Linked DNA regions of Danio rerio: region 2 is linked to region 1. The links are chromatin contacts, called in public Micro-C maps. All regions are on one chromosome and are shown on one strand. The core of a region is the stretch at or near the end of the contact, and the rest is flanking DNA. Distances in the headings are between cores, read along the strand shown. Region 1 overlaps fbxo38 (F-box protein 38). Region 2 overlaps LOC137487609 (a long non-coding RNA gene).

What was found. Hi-C and Micro-C count contacts between places; a contact is called where the count stands out from the background.
Region 2: a Micro-C map of caudal fin shows a contact between it and region 1, with 8 times the contacts expected there. The contact joins two enhancer-like sites. A contact is called at or near these places in 3 of 18 Hi-C or Micro-C datasets (caudal fin, embryo and hematopoietic stem cells).

What each region holds. Positions count from the first base shown.
Region 1 is chr14:43,275,580-43,280,764 of GRCz12tu, forward strand. fbxo38 (F-box protein 38) reads left to right here. Exons shown (of 21, transcript NM_001433086.1): 18 at 1,933-2,078; 19 at 2,824-2,927. Among named protein-coding and RNA genes, the nearest start is that of fbxo38, 26 kb to the left of the region's middle. Within about 2 kb of position 2,897, at least 17 of the 62 cell types and tissues checked have an H3K27ac peak or open chromatin away from gene starts, as enhancers often do.
Region 2 is chr14:43,327,473-43,332,657 of GRCz12tu, forward strand. All of the region lies in intron 2 of LOC137487609 (a long non-coding RNA gene), which reads left to right. Among named protein-coding and RNA genes, the nearest start is that of mir145, 8.1 kb to the right of the region's middle. Within about 2 kb of position 2,244, at least 11 of the 62 cell types and tissues checked have an H3K27ac peak or open chromatin away from gene starts, as enhancers often do.

The sequences.
Region 1 (5,185 bases), core at 1,647-4,146:
TTTGCAACCAGGTGCTCTTTTTACGCAACGTTAGCTCTGTTAGCGCGGTAATTTAAACAATAGACTGTTGACAGAGTAACATTTACGTTCGTTTATAAAGGTTAAAATGATGCTTGTGCTGTTGTGTCGAATAGTATGCACTTATGGGAGTTATATGGTACGTCTACATTACTGTCTTTTGCAGACAGCAAGATATATGCTATAGGCTAGTTAACCTTAGCATAGCTTCCCGTCACTTTTTATTAACTTGAAACTCCTCAAATACATTTGGGCACCCGAATAGAAAAAGAGTGAGACTGCTTCTGAGCCATTTCTTGGTCCTCCACCAGTCAAAAAAGAAAAAAAAAAATTCTTTGTGGAAGAATTGTACAGTCAGTGGAGCTGCAGATAAAACAAACTGATACTGTAACGTTATAATGTGTGCAAAAGTGAAATCGGCAGAGACATTAAACATCTGTCAACATCTATGCATAATCATTCATTTCTTTTCGGCTAAGTTCCTTTATCAATCTGGAGTTGCCACAGTGGAATGAACCACCAATTTATCCAGCATATGATTTACGCAGTGGCTGCCCTTCCAGCTGCTACCCAGCACTGAGAAACATCCATACACTCTCTTTCACACACACACAATAGGGACAATTTAGCTTACCCAATTCACCTGTATTGCATGTGTTTGGACTGTGGGGGAAACCGGAGCACCCGGAGGAAACCCACGCCAACATGGGGAGAACCCAGTCATGGCTCGAACCAGCAACCTTCTTGCTGTGAGGCAACAGTGGTACTCACTGTGCCACTGCGCAACCTTCTATGTAATGTATTTCCACATGCACTAAAAGCATCCTCTCCTGATACTGTCTGTGAACCCCCCACAAGCATCAATCCCCTCAATCAGCACAGCTATGTTCTGCTAAATCCTCCACAAGCACCAAACCATCAACACAGCCACATTCTGCCCCAGCAAGTCAGTTTCAAACATAAAAAACAAAAAAAAACAAACAAACTTTGTGTCTGTTTTGTGGCAGGCAGATGACAATAGCAGGGCTGTATCTTTTAGTATTATATAGAATACTTTTGTTCTGCCAGATCTCCCAGGCAGGGTTTGTTTAGATTAATTTAGTTAATATTAGTTTTTGGAATTCTGTGCATTGGAAAGAAGTTCTTTCAGAAGAAGAACAGTTTTTTGAAGTATTATTTGTTTTTATTCTGTCTATTCAGTGTCCTTCAACACGAACGGTGGTGGTGGGGTTCATAATATTCACAATCGTATTTTATTAGTTGTTGGTTTAACCATGGATGAGATAATGGCTTCTATGTTATTTTCTTTTCAATGACATTTCTTATCACATGTTCAAAAACAACAACCAATATTGCATGTCTATAATTTATATAATGGGTAAAATTAAACAATACTTTCACTATAATGTAAATTAGAAGTGTAATAGAAAAATTATAGATTTTTGCGCCATTTTGAATTTTACTCGAATACAAATACAAATACTTTCCCCCCCCTCAACAAATACAAATACCGGCTGCTCTGCACATCCCTAATATATATATATATATATATATATATATATATATATATATATATATATATATATATATATACACACACACACACACACACACACACACACAGCGAGTACACATACATTATGTAAATTGAAAAAAATTTTTGGATGTGCATAATTGCAATTAATCAACTGACGCCACTAATTATTCGAATTTATTTGATGTTGATTTTGTTTAGTTTTTTTAGAATTCAGTAATTTTTTTAAACCACATGCAACTATTTTCCAGCAAATGTGTCATAGCTTAATACATATAATTTAATAATTATGTATAATACTTTTTGAGCCCTGTAAAAGCGTTTGGGATATTTAAGGCACAGTTTGTTGCATTTATGCTGTTTTCAACATTCCTCTCCAGATTGACTCTTTGGCTTTGGAGAAAAAGCTTTTCAGTGGTCCGTATCCATACCACATTGCCATTATCCACGAGTTCAGCAACCCACCCAATGTCAGGAATAAGGTGCGCGTTCGTAGCTGGATGGACACCATTGCCAACATTAGTCAGTGAGTGAACTGCATCATTCATAATACAATACACAACACTAAAAGGTTTCTTTACACTTTATTTATTTAAGAGGGGGAAAATTCATGTTGACTTTCCATGCCTGTCCTGCTTTGTATACAATCAATGAAGAGACCACTTCACATTTCTCTGGATTTATGATTTATAGTTATGTGTTTGAGTATAATATAATTTTTGTTTTATTCTGCAAACATCTCATGACATTTTCTTCCCAGTATAAAATACATGTTTTCATTTAGAGCTGTTTTTGTTTGTAATAAAATAATAATAAAAAAAGTTCTTCTTTATGTCTTTTAACTCATTATTTGTATTTGAAATTTGTAGGAAATGTTATCAGATTTGTTAATTAATTATAGAATTAAAACGTTATGATTTTTTACACAAGCCATACTCAATAAATCCAGTGAATATGTCTTTTAAGTTGTCTTTAAATTTTTATTTTTCATAGTTTTCATATGAAAAGCTTACATATTTTATTTCATCTTGTTGCATAGATTTAAAAATATATTTGTTTAGTGTTTTAGATGCATATTACAATCTCTATAAAGCTGTATTTTTGCAAAGTTGTAATAATTTCTAGTTTTTCAGTAGCGTACTTCTTTAGACTTATAATAATTCACAAAAAATGTACCTTTCCAAATCTGCTTCCTGCTTTGTCCACCAGATGGCACTGTTTTCTTACCATGGTTAACTCACCAAGCTGCTTTTTGTTTATCCTTTCACAAGAGAACTCATCAAGTATGAATTCTTTCCGGAGGCCACACGAACGGAAGAGGATGTGAAGAAGTATCCCAGCTATCCCTGGGGCAGAGACATCTACACATTAGAGGGTGAGAGGAAACAGAGCCCTTAGAGACCAGATCCAAACCCCCCTCACTCATTTCCTCTGGAAACATGGTCATACTGAAGAGTGTGAGAGAGAGCGAGAAATTTACAGTCATATTTACATTGCCCAAATCCCTTACATGGGGTTATTTATCTAAAAGGGATAGTTCACCCAAAACTGAACATTCCTTCATCATTTACTCACCCTTTACTTGTTCTAAACTTATTTAAGTTTCTTTCTTCAGGTGGCATGGTGGCTCAGTGGTTAGCAATGTTGTATCCCAGCAAAAAGGTTACTGGTTCGAGCCCGGCTGGGCCAGTTGTTGTTTCTATGTGGAGTTTGCATGCTCTCCCAGTGTTGGCGTGGGCTTCCTCTGGATGCTCCTGTTTCCTCCACAGTCCAAAAACATGCGCTTTAAGAGAATTTAATAAGCTAAATTGGCCGTATTGTATGAGTGTGTGTGAATGCGAGAGTGTGTGGGTGTTTCCCAGTACTGGGTTGCAGCTGGAAGAGCATTCGCTGTGTAAAACATGCCGGAATCATTGGCGCTTCATTCTGCTGTGGCGACCTATGATCAATAATGGGACTAAGCCAGGCATGTTTAAACTCTGTCTTGGAGGGCCGGTGTCCTGAAGGGGTTAGTTCCTATCCCAATCAGACACACCTGGGCTAGCTAATTAAGCTCTTTCTAGGCTATCTAAAAACATCCTTGCAGGTGTGTTGAGGCAAGTTGGAGCTAAAATCTGCAGGACACCGGCCCTCCGTGACCGAGTTTGTCCACCCCTGGACTAAGCCGAAGAAAAATGAATGAGGTTTCTTTCTTCTGTTGAAAGCATAAGAATATATTTTCAAGAAAGCTTGAAACCTGTACCCATTGACATTTGTAGTATTTGTTGTTCTATATTAGTCAGTGGTTGCAATTTTCAGCTTTCTTCAAACATCTTCTTTTGTGTTCAACAGAATATAGAAACTCATAAATGTTTGGAACCACTGACTAACTAGTGATAAATGTACAGTTTTGGGTGAACTCTTTAAGGCAAGACAATGCAGGTGAATATGGTAAAAAAAAATAATGCTGGGCAATTTTTTTTTTGCGATTAATCATATGCAAAACAAAAGTTTGTTTTGACATATTTTAAGTGTATGTACTGTGTATATTTATTGTGTAATACACACATCCATGCGTATATTGCAAAAATGTGTATAGATATAGATATAAAATGTGTATGTCATACAAATAATACATACATTTTAATGTCTATGTAACAAAATTGTTTTGCATAGTTTTTTTTTTTTCTGTATGTTTGCATCACATATACATAATAAGCATATAAAATACACACATATATTGTTAAAACAAACTTTTGTTTTAGATGTGATCAAGCTTTGCCTAGCACTAAAAACATATTAGAGTCAAGGGTTTTACAGAGTGGATTTTGGAAATCTTTTGTTTTCACTCATCAATTCAGAAAATACTGGGTGGGGGAAAAAACATTTTTGTAGAATAAAACGTTTCTCTTTAGGCAAATGATGTATAAACATAAGCCTCTGTAAAAATCTTCAGAGTACATATATGAATAATTGGAAGGTTTAGTTTAAGCTAAAACAGAGATTTAAAAAAAAAAACTTGTTTTAAAACAAAAATAGATATTTAAAAATAGAATTTAAATAGAATTAAATATAAATTTAAATATTTTTTATAGAATTAAAAATAAATGTAAAAATATTTTGTGGTTAAAATGTACTGATTCTATTTGGTGAAGTATGACAAAAGCATTTAAAAGTATATTTTGAATTTGTTTGTTCTTTACTCTAGACTATGAAAATACTTAAAGTTGCTGTGAAGTGCTTTGAAATGTGCATTGTTATTTAATGTTTGACGTAATCTTAACCAAAACACGAAGAGAGGGTGGGACAGTAGCTCCTCCCCTTTTATAAAAACAGCCAATAGGGTTTTGTTTTATCACAGCTCTTCCAGTGAGAGTGATTGAGCTCAGCTGCATCAAATGAAAAGCAAATTTGAATTGTCTTAAAGGGGGCGGGGCATGTCAGATACTAGAAAGCATTTGATTGGTCATGATTTGATGAGAAACTGAAGTATGAGGTGACGTGAAAAAAAAAAAGTTGATCCATTTTGGCGTAATTGAAAAACTACAAGCTTTACATGTTTATATCAGTTTTATATCTTCTAAATGTGAATTTTGTCACTGTTTTAGAGTGCACTAGCTTATAGATATCCTAAAAATGAACAATACTGATGCT
Region 2 (5,185 bases), core at 994-3,493, 51 kb after region 1:
TTAACAGGTTTTTTTGACATTCAATTTGTAACAGGTTTCCTGTGAGACTTTGGTTAAGGCATGATCATATAATAAGCAATTTCATAGTATAAAATACATTATGCCTATTGAAACCATATATGCAAGTAAGTGTGTGTTTTATTCAAGCCCTTTTCCACCTCAGTATTAAAAGAAATCTAAAACGTAATTGCCACAGTTGACAGTGACATTATATTTTAAAACATGAGACTTTATATATCAAAAAATATTTTTTTTAATTAATAATAATTATTATTAAGTATTTCAATCATATTTCTCAAAATTTGCCTTTTAAATGTTAATTGTGACTAAATTAAAAAATGTGGCTTATATCTTTAAAAAAATTATCTTAATTATTATGAGGACACACTGCCTTACTTCCATTGTCTTCGTTTGTTTACCTGTTTATGTGGTTTATGAGGACACCATTTTCATAGTGAGATGGTAATGACCTAATTGTACTCTATTAAGGTGGTTTTTGAGGACATGCCCTGCGTTCTCACAATTCAAAACACTTAAAAATCATACTCAACAGGGACTTTTGACATTCAGAAGTTTCCTGTGAGAATTAGGTTTAGGGGGAGGGTAGGGTTAGGCCAGATAGTAAGTAGTTTTTATAGCATCAAATTTGTCTCTTGAAACTAAATATGCAAGGTTGTGTGTGTGTTATTGAAGCCTATTTCCACCTTGGTATAAAAAACGATCCTAATAAAAGAAGCAACTGCCACAGTTGTGACAATGTATTTTCAAACCTGAGATTTATATGTCAAAAAGTACACTTTATGTCTTCTAATGTAAAAAAGGCAGTATTTCAAACTAAATTTAAAACAAATTTAACAATGTGGCTTCATATTGTAAATTTGACAATATTTGACACTTTTAAATGTGTATGTTTTTAAATCTGACAATTGTGACTGTAATTTACAGCAGACTTTATGGCTTTATATTTCGCATCTCAGAGTTTTATCTATTAATTATGATGCTTTTCCACACTGACTGCTTACATGACTTTGTCTCAAAATGTAATTATATGTCATAATCAGGATTATAAGTCACATTTAGCTCTTAATATCTTACAACTGAATATTCAATTCAATTCACCTTTATGTGTACAGCGCTTTTACAATGTAGATTGTGTCAAAGCAGCTTCACATAGAAGATCATAGTAAATTGAAACAGTGTCAATCAGAATAAATCGCAATATATATCACATTTGAGACTTTAAATCCTGCAACTGTGACATTATAACAGTGCAATGGCTTGCTTTATATCCAAAGATGCCTTTTTGAGTAGTGAAATATTTAAAACTAATGAAGATAACAGAAGTCAATGATTTATTTGAATGATTTCCCCTGACATGTTTACTGTTCTAAAATATAGTAAATGTTTCTTAACTATATTGTTTTCAATGGGGAAAAGTGGTAGTTTTTACTCAGACATTTAAACGGATATTGTGTAATAATCACAATACCATAAACCGTGATATTTTTATCCAATGTTTTTATACCGTCAGAATCTTACACTGGCCCATTCATTCATTTTCTTTTCGACTCAGTCCCTTTATTAATCTGGAGTCGGAAAGAACCGCCAACTTATCCAGCATATGTATCACGCAGCGGATGCCCTTCCAGCTGCAACCCAACGCTGGGAAACACTCATACACTCAAATTCACAAATACACTACGGACAATATATGTAGCTCACCCAATTCACACCATGCCTTTGGACTATGGGGGAAGCCAGAGCACCCGGAGGACACCCACGTCAACACATGGGAGAACATGCAAACTTCACACAGAAACGCCAACTGACGCAGCCAAGCTCGAATTAGTGACTTTCTTGCTGTGAGACGATCATGCTACCCACTGTGCCACAATGACGCCTACTCTGGCCCATGCCTACTCAAATCTTAGTTTATAGTGACTTCATACCTCTTAACCGTGCCTCTTTATCTCACAATCGAACTCTAAATAAATCTCAGTGTGATTTTCTTTAGCTTCACCACACAGTTAACCTGTGCTGATAGATGGAAACAGGCTTCAACTGTATTCCTACAAGGAAGACTAAGTGGACGTTTTCCCTTTGTTGTACTCAGAATTAGGTCACCGTGCTTGATTTCAGTCTATAAACAGCAGCAAAGTGGAGCCAGACGTGCTTGTCAGCCGAGCCCTTGAGTCCCGCTTGTACTGTAAACTGTAAACAGTAACGTGTGGATAGGCTGCATATCTGTCTGTTAATGCATCTCTCTCCATTAACCACCACACTGCTGAGAAAGCCATTAGAGAGCTGTGTCAGAGTCAGCCAGTGATCCTGCATAATCGGACACGGCGAAGTGAAATCCATCCTCCAAATATATAGACGGATTTGCCTGTCTGTGAGAATGAGCTCAGCTCTGGGTGCTGTACGGTAGCATTTTGTGGTTTCCACACACCACAGCGTCAGACTGTGCTGAAGCCTGGATTTACTGCTATGCAGATGCCAGTGCACTGTTATCATGTGACCTCTGTCCTCCTTATTCAGGCCCATAGCCAGCCTGGTGAAAGGGGTAATTCTTTTTTTTCTCAAAAAAGTGGATCTTTTTGCAGTTTTCTGCCTCATTTTCTATTTAATTATGATATTTTAATACTGCATTTAAGTGACATTTTAAGCACTACTTTTTGCTGGATTAGCTTGGCGGATGGTGATCAAAACCACACTTTTTGATGTGTCAAAACCATATCCTAAAGATTTAGAATAAAGAAATATGAATAAATACTTATTTTTTTAATACATATTTATTACATCATATATCTTTAGAAAAAAATATAGAAATCTATTGTCATTTATTAAGAAAATAACAAACTGGCCAGCATGTTCAGAATTTGGCCTTTAGAATAAGAAATTTATAATTCATGCATCACAACAACTGCCAATTTGGTATTCAAATTAGTTTTACAGTTTTTTACAATGGCTATGACACTTTTTTCAATACATTTAACAAGTTTGCTAAACTCTTAATGCAGCAACACACCTAAAATACACAATTGGCAAAACAGTTAATTTAATGCTCAAAATCACACATTATAAACTAAACCTCTAAACTACTTTTCAAAATACAATAATAAACGAACACACTACACCATGTATAACAAAACCCTGCAATCATGTTTCAAAATGAAATAATTGTTCAAAACACAAACACATGTTCTCTTCCAACATAAACATTCAGTCAATCAGAAAACACTGACAATAAAAACACTATCATCAGCTGACATTACAGAAACTCCATTGGTTTATGTGTCAGCTCTGCCCTTATATTTGAAGTCTCGTTGCAGTTTTGTTTCGTTGGGTTAAGTAAATGCATGCATTTTCTTTCGTTTACGGCAAAAATTCTATACAAAACGAAGAAAAAAAATTGCTTTATAAAATTTACATATATATACATTTATTCATTTATTTATTTATATAACCGCAATATGATGTTTCTCATTGGCAATTGAATAAAATACAGGGAATATATTTGTGTTTCAATTCACAATTAGAACAGCTGTTCACTTTGACTTTATCCTATATAATTTCTGTTTAGAACATGGTGTTATCTGTTCTGACATACTGTGTTAAAGTATTTGTAAATTTGACTGTAAAATTACATTGTTTTGTTCTTGGTTGTGCTTGTGTGTAAAAGAAGTTAAAGCATTTTAAATTTGTGTTAACTGGATGCATTTTGTGTCAAAACAACAAGAAATGTGTTAATTGTATAGCCCACGAAGATGGATGTTGTGCTAACTGTGTTAAGAGTTTAGGAAACTTGTTAAATGTATTGATAAAAGTGTCATAGCAATTGTAAAAAACTGTAATATGCACAGCTTTTGGTGTTTCACACCTTTTACTGCTCATTTTTTGTTTTAAAAAAAAAAGTCTTAATATTTTATTTCAAAATACTTTAGTGTCTTGTGTTTTTGTATTTTTAAAATAAAATACTTTTTAAGAAGTCTACATGATGACAATATAAAAATGTGACCTTTAATAGTGGTGTTTTCTCAGTTATTTGCCAAGGCTTGAGATCCGACTAGAAAACTGATTAATATTGAAAAAGTTCATTAATGCTTGGAGTAGGGATGGAAATTATGCATCACATATAAAGAAACAGACAAATAGCAAGGGTAAAATGAGAAATAGGTCAAAATAAGACAGGAAAATAAGACAAACAACATAAAACCCTGCAGTGACGATACCTGCAATACTTCATTGGCTGTTTCAAATGCCAGTATAGCTGATCTGCAGGTGCTCTTTATAGTCCATTACAAACTTTGACAGAGTAAGACAGTACGAGACAAAAATATTAAATAATACTGGTCAAAAACTTTTTTTGAGATATAGTGTTTTATATTGTGTTTTGAAGACAACAATTGAAAAAATCATGATTTATAGAAACTGGAAATGTTAGTAGTTTTATAAGACTTTTAAGAGATGATGGCAATTTTCACAATCAAGAGATACAGTACTATATTCCAACTCATTACAAGAGATTATCTTCAAGACAAGATACTTCTCTATGAAATTTGTGCAAAATCTACACTGACATTAAAGAGAAACAAGTAAAAAAATTATAAAAATGTATGAATACCTTCTCATGTACAGTAGAGGTGTGTGAGGGGTAGAGAAGCTGAATTAAACTTGCTCAGAAAAACTTTTTACTGTCAATCATTGTTCAAAGTATATTCATTGAAGGTAATCCTGCTGTAAATATATTAAAACATAATTTTGTTAGTAATGCATTTCTAAGAAGTTTTAAGTGTTTTTCAAAATAAAAGTTCATCAATACACATTTGAAGTCTGATAATGAAGCATTATTAGCCCTCCTCCATTATTAGAACTCTGTTTATTTTTCCTCAATGTCTGTTTAATGGAGAGCAGATTTTTTTCAACACATTTCTAAGCATAATAGTTTTAATAACTCATTTCTAATAAATATTTTATCTTTGCCATGATGACAGTAAACAATATTTTACTAGATATTTTCAAGACACTTCTATACAGCTCAAAATGACATTTAAAGGCTTAACTAGGTTAATTAGGCAAGTTAAAGTAATTAGGGAAGTCATTTTATGAGGGTGGTTTGTTCTGTAGACAATCGAAATAAAAATATTGCTTAAGTAGCTAATAATATTGACCTCATGGCTGACAA